2 separate regions of the Manis pentadactyla genome follow, and region 1 is linked to region 2. A link is a contact called in public Hi-C data. All regions are on one chromosome and are shown on one strand. The core of a region is the stretch at or near the end of the contact, and the rest is flanking DNA. Distances in the headings are between cores, read along the strand shown.

The links. Hi-C and Micro-C count contacts between places; a contact is called where the count stands out from the background.
Region 1: a contact with region 2 is called in a Hi-C map of skin fibroblasts, with 6 times the contacts expected there. The contact joins the promoter of EFCAB14 here to the promoter of TMEM275 in region 2. A contact is called at or near these places in 3 of 3 Hi-C or Micro-C datasets (blood, fibroblasts and skin fibroblasts).

The regions. Positions count from the first base shown.
Region 1 is chr4:37,003,360-37,006,761 of mManPen7.hap1, forward strand. EFCAB14 (EF-hand calcium binding domain 14) reads right to left here and starts at 2,011. Exons shown (of 11, transcript XM_057500181.1): 1 at 866-2,011. The coding sequence starts at 1,047.
Region 2 is chr4:36,849,317-36,852,679 of mManPen7.hap1, forward strand. It overlaps TMEM275 (transmembrane protein 275), which reads right to left and starts at 1,311. Exons shown (of 3, transcript XM_057501924.1): 1 at 1,133-1,311; 2 at 811-1,047.

The DNA.
Region 1 (3,402 bases), core at 761-3,260, 150 kb after region 2:
AGTCAAGGGTAAACTAACCCAACAGGGTAACCCCTGAGTAGGATTACCTTTAACTACCTGATCTGACAAAGCTTATTAGAAATCAAATTCTTCCTTCAACAAAATGAAAGGACACATTCTAAGCAAACAAGAAAACTTCAAATAAAGGATTTAATCTTTTTTAGTACCCCAACCTTCTGCCTAGTCCTTGCTTCCACATCCTCAGTGGAATACTCTTTTCTTTTAGTGTGCTCCCTGAGAGGGTCCAAGGGTACCTTCAAGGTTCCCTTCAGCCCTTTTCCACCCTGAGCCCCAATTCCCAATGTCCTCAAAGCTCAGTACTGGATTTGTCTAGTGGCTGCACCATCTAAAAGTAGTTTGGGAAAAAGTTGCCTCTTCTTCTTGTCCCCTGCCTTTCATCGACTGTCAAGGCTCATACTGTCTTCAGTACATGTCTCACCACATTCTCCCACCACCAAGATTCCGACTCACCAAGAGTGCAAAAAATAATTCGCAATCTTAAGGTCCCTATTTGTCCTACACTTTTAAAAAAGGGCTAGTCCCAAAAGCTTCTCTGCTTCTATTGTACCTATTCTTTGCTACTCCCAATTCAGTTTCTCAGGGTTCTTGGCACATCCCCAAGTCCACACTTCACCCTAGATTCAAAGCTTTTCTTTATACACTTAAGTGGCAGATCTCTAACTCATCATTCATTCAGAACCTGAACTCATTTTCTTCCTCACATCTTTTCTCCGTCCTTGCCTTCCAAGGTCTTCACCTTTTTTTTCTTCTTAAGAACTCCCTTCTCCTTCCCTTCAATTTGCTCCCTTGGTAATGCAAGGAGATGCCTTTTCCCCATCCCACCCTCCACCACTGCATCACTCACTTGACAAAGCGAGAGCGATTTCCAGTCACACCGAATTCCTCTTCCTCCTCGGAGCTGGATTCAGAGTCTGAGGCAGGAGGCTCAGTGCGAAGAAGGCGGTGTCCTGAACCTTTCTTGGGCTTCTTTCTCCGGCTGTCCCCCGCCAAGCCGATCAATGCATTCAGCTCTTTGCGCTTTTTCATCTTCTTGTGTGGGGTGAGTGGAGCTCCCACTCCCGAGTTGCCAGGTTCGTACCCAACGCCCAATTCTCTCGTTGCCTTGAGGCTGCCTTCCAGGGTGGGGAATCCTGGGCCAGAGCCCCGGGTCAGTCCCACCCAGGGGTGGGACTGACCAGATCTGCTGGGGGATAGGGACTGGAGCACAAAGGAACCTGGAACTCAGATGGGTGGCAGATGCCACATAGAGATGGCCAGGAAGTTGGTGATCCAAATGGGTAAGACCCAGGGCTTGGAGTGTCAGATAAGGTGGAAATGGGGCCGACCTTTACCTCCGAAGGGATAAAAAGCTCAGTTAAGAATGAGAGATTCTCGGCCCTGATAAGTAGATAATATTTCTAAGCGCGCTCCAGTAACTGGGGAAGGACGCACAGATAGGTGTTTTGGACTTCCGGGGCAGGATTTCCAACGGAGAGGTTAGAAACTTGTTTTTGAATGGGAGGAAAGGGGAAGTGTCGAGCACAACAGTGGGAATGCACTAATTCCTTCCTAGCTGGAGAGACGGCAGTAGGAGGAGGCAGCCGCTAAAATCTCGACAACGCCTGGGCGCCGAGAAAATGCCAGGGTCTGGGGTGATTACCGTCCGGAGTTTGAAGGGAACCCAAGACCTAGGATGACCAAGAGCCCGGCTCGGAGGTCTCGACTTGAGAGAAGCCAATCCCGCGCCTAGAGAGACCCGGCCCTGCTGCTGGGGCCTGGGGAGCGGGGTGCGGTGGGGAGACGGTGGCTCAGCCCACCCGAAGCGCTCCTGCCCAAAGTCTGAGGTGTTCCGGCACGGGTGACCTCGGCAACTCACACGCGCTGCCTCCACTCAAGCCACGACTCCGACTCCTGCTCCAGCTGCGGCCGCGGTTGCTCCCGACGATCTGATGGCAGCAACGGCGGCCGCGGGCTCCAAACCCGGGCCATCGCTCCGGCCCCGGTTCACTTCCCCTTCGGCAACTGCGGCGGCGACGCCTGCCAGTAAGCCGCTCTTCCATTGGCCACCCGTCGGTTACGTCACACCCGGGCGCGCGCGGTGGTGAGGAGGTGGGACGTTAAAGGGGCCTGGGCTGAGGCGAGGGGGGGCGTTCTGACTGCGGGTTGGGGAGGCCCCGCCCCGCCCCGCCCCGCCCCGCCTCGCCCCCAGGAGTGCCTCCTGGGTGGTGGGGCTTAGCAGACGCGAGCGAGTTTTGTTTTGCTTTGATCCCAGGCGGTGGATGGCAAGCCCCCAGCTGCCCGACCTGCTAGAAAGTTCAGTTTGCCGAGTCCCCAGGTGTGATCTGGACTGACGCAGCCTAGAGGCTCCGCCCCTCTGGCCCGCATGCTGTTTATTAAAAGTTTAGGAGTATTACATATTAATGACCCCGTTGAACACACTAATTCATTCCACGCATATTGAGAGCTTACCACATCAGGAGCACTTCTAGCGCTGGGATACAGCAATGAACAAATAACTACTGTCCTTGCCTTCCTGCGTAGGATCGCCAGATTTAACAAATAAAAATACAGGACACCAGTAAAGTTTGAATTTAGGATAAACAACGATTTTTTTTTAAGTATAAGTATATCCCATTCAGCGTCTGGAACATCTTCATACTGAAAAGTTAATTATTTTTAAAATTTGGAATTCAAACTTAACTGGGTGTCCTATATTTTATCTGCCAACCCTATTCCTGCCGCTGATACTTCAGTGGGAGGAGAGCAACAACAGGCAAGTATATTAAGGAGGTGATAGATTAGATGAGGAAAAGGAAACTTAATAAGGAGATGGGGTGTGCCTCTGTGATAAGGGAACATTTGATTAGAGACTGGGAGGAACAAGGGAGTAGCACAATGGCTATGAGGATGGAGTGACCTGGAAGCCCCGGTATGGCTGCACCTGAAGAGGAAAAGAACACTGGGGAATGAGGTCAGACAAGCATTGGGGCCAGATCTTAGAGGGTTTTATGGACCACGGTGAAGACTTAGGTAACCATTGGTGCTTTAAGTCTGTTAAAATGTCAGAAATAGCAGAAGTGAAACCAGTAGGTCACTGAAGTAGTGATTATTAAAAGTTTATCACGTGCACACCAAAAAGGCAGTGTGCAGACTGGCAGAACTCAAACCAAAACATGCAGTGAGGCTCAGGGGTATATTGTTATGAGGCAGCTTAGAGTGAGAAAGCTGTGACTGTTGATCTTCACGGGGACTGGTTATAATATTAGAATTTCCTTAAAAGATAGGGAATTGGTCAGTGGTTACCTCATATCAACTTTGGGAAACGGTTTAAGTTTGGCTTATGATTTCCAGAGGCGTACGTAAGAGATGACCCAGGTCAAGTTAACTTGCTAACTTAAAGCT
Region 2 (3,363 bases), core at 61-2,560:
GAAGAGTCCCCTGTTGTTTCCCCACCCAGTCCCTCCAGTCCCTTGTGGCTCTTCATGCCACCCTCCCTCCCTCCACGCTTCCTCTTGTCTTCCAGACATAGGCAGATCCTCCACCTTCTTTCCTCCAGGAAGACTCCTTGGGCTGATGAGGAAGTCAAGGGAGTCAATGGCTGTAAAGCGGACCACACAGCGCATTAGGTGTGCTCATTAAACCATAATCATAGGTGCTCATTAAATGACACCATCAGTTCTAATTAGGGGGCAGGTGGCAGCTATTGGGATTTAGACACATTCCTCCCCCGAGTGGAAGAAGCCTTAGAAATCATTTGGTCCAGCCTCTCCTTGTCCAGATGAAGAAACAGAAGCCCAGAGAGGTCTAGCAATTTACAAGATCCAGGATTAGGCCCTAACGACCTGCCCCCTGAGCTGGGCGTCCCTAGGATTCTCCAGTTATATCTGGTTCTGGGATCTATTGCTGGGTGCGTTGATTCTGGGAGTGAAGGTAGAAGCAAGGGTGATGTAATCAGAGTGTAAAGATTTGTGACTTCTATTTGAGAAGTTTGTTGTATAACATGAAATCACAGGTATAAAGGCCCCCAAAGGATGAGATCAGAGCTATGGAGCTGTGTTAGAATTGTGAAAGAAATGTCAGAATAGGTCTCTGAGTGGGGAAGCAAGGGGAGGAATTGATGGTACCACAGTGGGAGCAGCACATGCAGGATAAGTAACTGAGCCTAACCAAGACAAGTGGGCTAACACTCTATGCTTCAATGTTAACACCTGGAAAGTGAAGCTAATAACAGAGCCTACCGTATAGGAAGTTGTGATAATCAAATGCTTAAATTAAATCAAGTGGCTGGATCATAGAATTCAATAACTGTTAGCCCTGTTATCATGGTGGTGGTTGACAGAAGAAGGGCCTTTGAGGTCTCAGATCTGGGAGGTCCATTGGTCATGTGGAGTTTGGGAAGAGAACAGTTGGTCTGTACCTCAGGTGAAAGTGCCCCAGGGACAGGCCCTGAGCTGTCCTTCCTGAGTGTACAAAGCCTGCACACAGAGGGTTGCAGAGAATTTGGTGACAGGCAAGTGTAAACAAAGGCTAGTGCTAGGGAGCAGCAGGGGGCATCCGCACTCTGGACATCAGCTTGGCCCAAGCAGAGGGCCTGGAGGGCCACCTCTATATCTGACCAGATCTGATTACTTCAGGGTTCCCTCCCCTGGCACCATGGTGAGGTGCAAGTTCCAAACAGGGGCTCCAGCAAGAAGCACCTCGCTGACACACCCAGCTGGCAGGAAGTCAGAAACCCCCAAATCCTGGCAAAGCAAGCACATGTTGACCCTTGAGTGCATTTGCAGACATCGGATTCCTCAGAAGCTCCACATTTGCATGAACCATCTGCTGTCTTTAACCTGCAGCTGTTGGCTCTGCCAGGCAGAAACAGCAACCACTGAAGGGGTACAGCAATTTACAGTTGGCAAAGCGTGTTCACATCCATACATCACTGAATCCCTACAACTGCTTGATACTCATTAACAGTCACAATTTACAACTAAGGAAATTGAGGCTCAGGGAGGGAAGTGTATCTGGGCCCTTGTGGCTGGATGGAAAAGAAGACAAGACATTCCAAAACCAGAGAGAGAGAATACATGATCAGGGTGACACCATATGTAATCTTGCTTCATTTTAGAAAGAAGGGTTTGATCCTTTTAGGGTTGATGTGGAGGAAAATCCCCGCACTTTCTTGTTGTCCTCAAGAGGAGCTGTGAGATTCCCAAGTTTTCCCACTTCCCCTTTTCAAGCTCTTCCCCACCTCATCAATATCTGATATTATCTGATGATGGCAGGTCTTCCCTCCTATTGTGCAGACTTGGTCAGAGGCTGTGGAGGGGATGGAGTCTGACTCTTCACTTTACCTCACAGCAACTCTTGAAAGCTCACATTTGAGGGGAGGCCGAGGGTGAATACAGCATCTAGTGCTCTCTTTTCTTTTCCCTTATAGGGAAGACTCTTTGTCTTGGGTTTTGGCAGTTTTACTATGATGTGCCTAGGTGTTATTTTCTCTGTAGTTATCTTTTTTGGGCTCCCTGGTGCTTCTACAGTCTGTGGCTTGACTTTCCCCCTAGTTTTGGAAATTTTTCAGCCATTATCTTTTTCCCCATTCTCTCTCCTCTCCTTCTGGGACCCTAATTGTGTATGTGTTCAACCATTTGACATTGTCCCACGTCTCTTAGACTCAATTCTGTATTTTCTAGCCTTTTTTCCTCTGTTTCTGTCTGGATGTTTTTCTGTTGATTTACAATCAATTCACTAAGCCTCTCTTTACCTGTGTCTTCTCTGTGGTAAAATCCATCCATTCAGCTCTTAATTTTTCAGTTGTTATATTTTTTTAGTTCTACAATTTCCACTTGATTCTTTTTCATAGATTCCAGTTTTCTATTGAAAGAATCCCTCTTCTTACCTATTTTCTTGAACACATTAAACCCTTAAAGTCTGTGTCTAAAAACGCCAATATCTGGATCTCCTCTTTCTACTGTTTAATTGCTCTTGGTTTTCGGTTATTTAGTCTTTTCTGGAATGTCAGAAAATTTTGTATTGAATGGCCAACATTATGTATGAAAAACTGTAGAGATAACGTAAGGCTGTGGATAATGTTATCTCCCTCCTGGCCACCTTAACCCAATAGGGGATTGTCCTGGCTGGAAGCTGTGCTTCTGTTTTCCAGAGTCTAGTCTACATCTGGCTAATTATTACTCCTAGAGCATAGTCCTGTGGGCTCCCCATTTAAAAGCTAGAAGTGCTGAACAAGGCTTCACCCCTTTTTAAGCCCTAAATTCCAATTCTGACTTCCCCACTCCATGGATACTGCCTCTCCAAACTGGAAAATGCCTTAGGGGAAAAAGAGAAACCAAATTTGACTTCTCTTCTCTCTGAGATCTTGGCCTCTCAAGTCCTCACTGCTTTGGTAGCTCTCCCAAGGCTTTAAAGAGATTTCTTAAATGTTTCATCCAGCCATTTTAGTTATCCTCAGTGAGTGAGTTGATATGATACAAGTAGTCTATCTTAGCCAGAAACAAGTCTAGCTGAGAATCTGAAATTAGCACTTTCAGATTGCTAACTAAGTTAGTTGCGCTATGCTGAGCACTTTGTAGTAACATCTCATTTAATTTTCACAACATGAGATTAAGCATTACTGTTATATCCCCATTTTATAGATGAGGATATTGGGGCACAGAAAGATGAACTAAACTCACCCAAGATGGCTCAGTGGCAGTGGTGGTGCCAGGATTTGAAACCTGGTGTTCTGAACTTAAAGCTTGAGCTCGCAAACTAGCCCATTGTGAGGCTTGCTAAATGCTTGCTGA